Regions from separate parts of the Gossypium hirsutum genome. Here region 1 is linked to region 2. A link is a contact called in public Hi-C data. All regions are on one chromosome and are shown on one strand. Each heading gives the region's core, a stretch centred on a gene start, on an enhancer-like site or on the middle of the called end of the contact. The rest is flanking DNA. Distances are from core to core; before and after follow the strand shown.

Region 1 (3,879 bases), core at 471-2,970, 260 kb after region 2:
GCATAAACATTAATACTTTCTTGTCACCAGCTTTTTTCTTAGTGTTTGGGTTTTTTTTTAATTAAGGGTAGGTTTGGTAAATTAAAATTTTAATTACTGAAAAATAAAATATTAAATTTTTATTGCTAATTTTAAAAGTGATGAATTTATGTTAAAAAATAGTTTGGTAAATTAATAAATATAAGTGCAGCATATAATTATGTTATTTGAAAAAAGTAAACATTTTATATTATTTTAAATAATTTTGGATAAAAGATACATATGATAATTTGAATATCTTATTTAAAAAAAGAATAATTTATTTTAATATTTTAATAAATAAAATCGACTTAATATGTTCTACATTAAATGATAAGTAATCAATATTTATTTTATTCAATATTTTTTAAAATTTTGAATTAAATAAATTTTATTATAATTATCAAACTCATTTTTAAAAAATTAAATATTGAGTTTTTTTAATGAAATGAAAATTAGTACTGAAATCAACAAACAATAATAATAATAATAATAAAAGCTTAAAATAATAGTTAAGGAAGTCTTTACATGCACGACTCTTCATCGATATCATTCTTATTAAAATAAATGAAGTTTTAGTGACAATTATTTACAATTTTTCTTTTTATAATGGGTTGTCTTTTATTATTTGTTCATGAAATGCATACTCATCGCTCTAGAAAAACACAATGTGACAAATACATAGGAGATTGTTTTTATGAGTAAATTTGTCCATTTTGGAAGATAACAAGAGGAACAGGATCCGTTTTTCCAATATTTAAGAAAATAAGTCAATTTTATAGAGAGATCCAAAAAACGTGTTCTACAAAACATATATTTTTTAATAACTTAACATAACAACTCCTTTAATTAGATGATTAAATGTTGGTAGTTTTGCCTTTGAGTCTCAGGTTTGATTTCTCTTCTACTCTACTCACATTTGTATTCTTATTTTCATGTTGATTTAATTTTTTTTTTAAAATTAATTAATAATTAATAAATATATTTTCAAATTTTTTAATTCATCTTTTTAATTAATAACTCTTTTATTTAATTTTTTAAAAAAAATTAAAATAACGTGAAATTAAGAATACAAATGTGAATAGGAGAGGAACCAAACTCGAGGCTTAAGGATAAAACAAATAACATTTAGCAATCTAACAAAAAAAACTGACATGTTAAGTCATTAAAGAAAACACATTTCGTAGAATACTTTTTCAGACACAAAAAGTGCTTCGTGCTGGATGCGTTTTTAATTTATCTCTTTAAAATCGACTTGTTTCCTAAATATAAAAAAAATCAATTTAAATCCGTAATTATTTTTTAAAAACGATATTATGGCTGTTTTTATAATCTCCTTTAAGACAAGACAAAGCATTTTTTTTATATATAGTATATATATAAATTTGCTTTCTTTTTTGATTTTACTCTCTCTTTCTTTAATTTTCTTTTATGCCCATAATCTCTGTACGTTACCCATTTTATTATAGTTTTCTTTTCATTTGAACATTAAAGTTGAATTTTAATATTTAAAGGTATAATTTAAAAAGTAGAGCATATTCAAATGGTACAAAATCAATTAATAATATTAAGAATTAAAAATAGAGGCTAAATTATAAAAATGTAAAGTGTACAAGGACTGAATTCAAAATTAAACCCCTTTATTTATTGGTTGTTGTTTGGGTAAAATGTAAAATCCTTTCTGTATTATTATTTTATAATAAGTTTCTTTTTATCACTATCTTCACCTCGATATTGTGAACCTTCAAGATTTGAATCAGAGAAGGGAACTCTCCTCATTCTTTCCTTTCTGAGTTTTTCTCCCTATTTATTCATTTATAGGCCAACTCCTTCGTCTTCTTCATCAAAATCTTATCTTTTGCTGCGTTGATTTTTTTCTGGTTTACAGTTGAATTCTCTTCAACTCTTTCACTGTGCTGAAGCTCAAAGCTTGTCGAGATTTTTCTAATTACATTGTCAAAAGTGAAAGGGAAATTCAAATATATCTTTTGAATGATGGCTCGGAAGCATTTGCACGAGTTACTTCAAGAGGATCAAGAGCCATTCCTTTTGAAGAATTACATTGCTGATAGGCGTTGTCAACTCAAGAAATCACCACCTAAAACTCATCTTCAACTCCATAAACCAAAACCCATCTCTCAAAACTCCAACTTTCCTTTAAATTTCTGCAAAAAAGCTTGCCTTTTCTCTTTCCATGACTCACCAGACTTGAACAAATCTCCTTTGTTTCAACCTATAACCCCCAACACCAAAAACACCAATGGCACTGCTTTTGGGTTATTTGGTTCCATTCTAAAGAGGCTAACTCATCGTACCAAAAACCCAAAGCCTGAAACAGCTACTAAAGGATCAAAAGTTTCAGTGAAGGACATTTTGAGGTGGGATTCAACTGTGAGGAAAAACAATGTAATGAGTGAAGACAAGTGTGGTTCAAGTTCTTACACTGATAGGCCTACCAGTGATGTTTGGTCCCAAAGCAATGAAGAAATGGACATGGATACTTCATGTAGCTCTAGTCCATCGGGGGATTTTGAAGAGGTTTTCATTTCCAATGAAGTTGTAGGAAATAACTCAGCTTTTGCTTCTTTTGATAAGCACTTTTCTCAAAGCCCTTTACGTTTTGTGCTTCAAACTAGCCCTTCTTTCTCGGCTACATCTCCCAGTCTCCATGAAAGAAAGGTCAGTGCCTTTAATTGAATGATTACTTATAATCAATTGGTTAATTAAAACTGCAACTCTGATCTGGTTAAAGCTTCTTCATTTTGTTTTTTTTTTTGGGGGGGGGGGGCGGGGGGAGTAAACTCGTGACTCAGGTGACTGAGTTCTTTGACTTGCTTGAACTGTCGGCAAATTGAATCACTCTGCTGCACATTTTTGGGGTCTAATTGTCGTTTTAGTCTTCTACTATGCTAAAATTAAAGTAGAAGGATTAAATCTCAAACTTTAGCATACTTGAGGGATTAAAACCATATTTAGACGGCTGAAATTTAATCTGAATTGCCATATATGCCTGCTGGTTTCTGGTTGATTTGACTGGTATTAAGTGTTATATATGCCATTTAGTCCTTTCATTTTGTTTAATTGTACCTTTGATTATGTTTCTACCTTGCAAATCTTATATGAACACAATTATGGAAGTTTCAGCTGATACCATGATTATAACTGTTATTTGAATATGAGCATTTCTTAATCAATGGCTGATTTATTGAATTGTAGCAGGAGAAGGAAAATTATGAATTAGAGAGCTTAAAAAGATTTCAAGTTGAAGAACAAGAAGAAGAACAATGCAGCCCTGTTTCTGTTTTGGACCGTCCATTCGAGGATGATGACAGACATGCGGATGACGACGATGGTGATAGTGGGATCGATTGTTTCGATCTTGAATCCACCTATGCATTTGTACAAAGTACGTTTTCTTTTAATTGCTTTCAATTAAATTTTGTACCATTCCCTTATGCTCTGTGAAGTCTTTATCAGTTAACTTTACTTATTAGTCTATATCCATGGATTTGCTCAGACTTGTTAGCCATGTATATATAAAAGTTGTAGATTACATATGCAAATGAATATAGCTTCTGATGATGATGATGGTACATGTGGGATCCATGAAAATTTTGCTGGCATTAGATGTTAACTTGTACATCAAGTTAGGTTAAAGTGACCTGTTGAAACAGACACCATTGTTTGTCATAAGTTCAGGAGTGACCCACATTACAAAGTTAGGAGATCTGTCTTAAATTGTTGGGCCACTTTTCTGGGTTTATATTGATGTCCTTTCCTTGTTTTATCACCAGGAGCTAAGCAGCAGCTACTGCAGAAACTTAGTAGATTCGAGAAACTGGCCGAGTTGGATCCTATTGA
Region 2 (3,970 bases), core at 836-3,335:
CTTCACTAACATGAAAAACTTAAGGTTCCAAATCCACTATAAGATCTTTCCAAAACTATGTTTAAGCTCCAAGTTGGTGGAATCATAGAATACACCTCAGATTTTGCAGCAACAAATGAAATGAGCTGAAAGATAATATTAGCAGTGTTCATTGCCCATGGTAGATTAATTTCAGCTACGGTCCCATTGCATAAGATTCAGGTCATTTGGTTGCAAGTAAATATATGCAGGAAGGATGAATGAAGATATATTTCATAACATTTCATCACAAATCAATGCAAGAATATCAACAAACAAAAATATCAATATCATTTCTTAAGCCTAATCTGATAATCGGGTTGTCTGTGGAATGCACAAGGTAAAAACGAAATGAACACCAAAATTTGCCCTATTACAGTACAATTCAATATACAAATCCATCCATATTCAGGCAAGTAACGGTATCAACAACGACAGTATCATCTGTTAAGTCTAATCCGACTATTGTTTTCAAAGGATCGTCGGTCCTATGCTGATGAATAAAGACATACATGCATAATTTTCCCTTAATTACACTACAATTCAATAGTCCCATCCATCCATATTAAAGCAAGCAACACTATCAACAAACAACAGTTATCATTTCTTAAGCCTAACCAACAGCACCAAACACATAATTTCCACTTAATTACACTACAACTCGATATATAAATCCATCTATATAAGCCAAGGCACCTTATCAACAAACAACAGTTATCAATTCTTAAGCCTAATCCGAAAATTGTTTCTCCGGAACGGAATGCTGTCCTATGCAGAAGAGTATACATGAAATGCATAATTAGCCCTTAACTAGAGTAGGATTCAATATACAAATCCCGTCCATATTAAGGCAAGGATCACTAAAGGTCTAAAGCTGAAGCTTCCTTAAAACACCATGACACACATTCATGAAAGATGCACCATTTACTTTGCCAGGAAAAAGAGAATAGGCCTCATTCGAAGCTTACCGTGAGGCTGAAACCCAGATGAACAGTTTCACAAAATTCAGCCACAAGATGTTATCTAGCTTATGGTTTGATGAATAATCTAGCCACAAGGTCCAACATAAAGTTCAAATTTAACACTAAAATGCTATGTTACTTAGAGCACATACCCATGTGGGAATGTGTCTCAACCACGGTATTTCAAGAACAATGAAGAGTCGAATCCCATCACATGTGCTATGATCAGTTCAATAATACATCATAAGCACACAATTCATCCACCAAAAGCTGTAAATAAGCTGAAAAATGCCATTGATATCATCATCAAAACAAGCATTGTATGTAAAGAAAAAAAAAACTTACATTCAAACAAAATACTTAACCATCTGAATCTCCTTCTTCTTAAACCCGCATTTCTCATAAAACACTTTGTTTCCATCACTGCAATCCAAAATAACCTTATAACACCCCATGGAACGAGCGTGATCCGCCAGAAACCCCACGATTTTCTTCCCCAATTGCATCCCTCTGGAACCGGCATCGACCACCACGTCCTCGATGTGGCCCACTTTACCACACTTCCTTATGAACTTCTTCTCAATAAACACACTCCCTGAAGCTATAATCTTACCTGAAATTTCATCTTCGATCACACAAATAACATGATCATCGCCATACATGCTGATTTCCTTAAACCTATCTTCGAATTCTTTATCAGAAACTGAATCACAAACAGTTAATTGTCGTAATAGCTCTAAAAACCCTTTGCTTTTATCTGAAAGTTCCAGCTTTCGAACCCTCAAATTATTTCCTTCTATTGATGAATTAGAGTTCTCCATTTCCTTTTTTTCTGATTCTGTACATGGCAAAAAGAAAAAGGGTATCTTTTAATTGAACAAAACATTCAATATGAACAGAAAAAAAGGAAAAAAAGGAACATAGAGTTATAACAATTCTGACCTGTTGTAGTGTTCGATCAATTTCTGGCCTAGGGATAGTTAATTTAAGGAGGATGCTTTTATAGGAGTATTGTGATTTTTTATAATTTCATTTTAATCCCCTAAGTTTTCATTAATTGTAATTGGACCCTTTTTTAAGCTTGTAAGAAAGAAAACACGACACGTGAGTTTGGTTGGTGTTTTAGATTGTGCTTGTCACAATCCCCAGTTTTTCCTCATCTGCCAAACACCTAGAAATTTACATTGAAAAAAGGAAGAAAAAAAATCGAAGCTTTGAGCCATGAAAAGCATTATATGAATGCTTTAAATCCAATTCCCATGTCGAGATCATTGATTCAACGCATTTCTCCATTTTTCATAGCTCGAATCAAGCAAAACCATAAGCTTCTAAGCTCTTCTTTTTCTTCATCTTCTTCAGCTCTTCATGAGGCTTCTTCTGAATCTCCATCTCCTTCCCTCGATGCAGTTCACATGACTGATAACTGCATAAAGGTAAAATTTAGATTTCTTTTCCCCTTTTGCTGTATGGGATTGATGTTTTCTTCTGAATCGTTCTTCTGTGATTTCGTTTGTATTATTTTACCACTCTCTGTTGTATATGGAATTTGCTTTATTTTGTCTAGTATATTGCTTTGTTGGGTTTCTCATATCAAGTTTGTTTTTTTGGGTGTGTTTTGTAATTTAACTGGGGACTACAGGTCCGTTTGGATGCTGTGAAAGAGCAGGAAAAGATTGAACCTTTTCAATTCTCTTAATTTCTTTTTGTGTAATATGTAGCTTATGAGAGAATAAGGATTACAATCAAATGGAAACATTCATTCAATTTCTTTCTTATTCATATTTCACTTTCTGGCATCTCTCACAGCCCCAATTTTTTCCCCTTTCATGTAAAGTTATGTAATTTTTGTTCTATCAGTATTTTCTTACCCTTTTTTGCAAGGTTCTAACTTTTAACTTGTTTATTCAAAAAAATAAACTTTCAACTTGTTAAAATTGCTTAATTTAGGAGACATTATAGACCCAATAGGCCAATACCTTGTTTTCCACTACATTGAAATTTGTATGAAAACCCTTGCAGGTTTTTTTCTTCAGTGGTTGGTGGCAAATATCCTTGCCAACTTCTTAGAAAATCCACAGTTGTTTTTTTTCTCTCACTGACATTAAGCATGGCTTGCAGAGAATAAAAGAATTGCAAGCAAGTGAGCAATCATCTGATCAGATGCTTCGATTGAGTGTAGAAACCGGAGGATGTTCGGGGTTTCAATACGTGTTTGATTTGGATGACAAAACAAACCCAGATGACAGGTTTCTTTGTTTCCTTTTGTTTTTCGTTTTGGTTTTACGAAAAGTATGCTTAATTTCTCTCTCTCTTCCTACCGCTTTAACCATTTTTATTTTCCCGTTGTATCATATTCTATTTGCAGAGTTTTTGTGAGGGAAGGGGTAAAGTTGGTAGTTGATGATATTTCCTATGATTTTGTAAAAGGAGCAACCATCGATTATGTCGAGGAGTTAATTCGTTCTGCATTCGTGGTAAGCCGTGTTGTCTTGTTCTGTGCATAAATTTATCGATGATGTTGTCTTAAATCCTAGAAGACAAGTAGTTTCCCTCTAGCTTAGTGATTAACCATGATAATTTTCTAAATAGACTGTTGATATGCCGCTAGCATTAACCGCTGTGAACTCCAATATGATGCAAATATTCTTCATTTCTGGTTGCATTAGAAATGTTAAATGTTAAATTTCAATGCAGTAGATGTTGTTTAGGCACCACTAAATCTATTCTTTGTATTGTCCCGAATTCTATTTATGTTAGCTCTAGGACTAGCCATAAAACAGTGGACAAATTTTCCTCATGTTTGGCCAGATAAGATAACCTTTTTCTCGTTCTACACCGGAAATTGAGATGCCTAATTTCTCTATAGGATTTGAAAACATTTCATATGCCCTTCTAGGCATACTATTAGCTCATTGTAGTCAGTAATGCCTTGTATAACCATTAGATGATCTTCCGAGTTAAGTTCTATGTAGCCTCTCAGTACATTGTCA

The links. Hi-C and Micro-C count contacts between places; a contact is called where the count stands out from the background.
Region 1: a Hi-C map of leaf shows a contact between it and region 2, with 2.3 times the contacts expected there. The contact joins the promoter of LOC107949465 here to the promoter of LOC107949458 in region 2. A contact is called at or near these places in 3 of 34 Hi-C or Micro-C datasets (callus and leaf).

What each region holds. Positions count from the first base shown.
Region 1 is chrD01:33,026,329-33,030,207 of Gossypium_hirsutum_v2.1, forward strand. It overlaps LOC107949465, which reads left to right and starts at 1,721. Exons shown (of 3, transcript XM_016884118.2): 1 at 1,721-2,697; 2 at 3,238-3,424; 3 at 3,813-3,879. The coding sequence starts at 2,011. It also overlaps the pseudogene LOC121213578.
Region 2 is chrD01:32,765,992-32,769,961 of Gossypium_hirsutum_v2.1, forward strand. LOC107949458 (glucosamine 6-phosphate N-acetyltransferase) reads right to left here and starts at 2,086. Exons shown (of 2, transcript XM_016884110.2): 1 at 1,923-2,086; 2 at 1,252-1,818. The coding sequence starts at 1,801. The coding sequence ends at 1,328. It overlaps LOC107949457 (iron-sulfur assembly protein IscA-like 2, mitochondrial), which reads left to right and starts at 2,160. Exons shown (of 4, transcript XM_016884109.2): 1 at 2,160-2,413; 2 at 3,099-3,226; 3 at 3,346-3,454. The coding sequence starts at 2,216.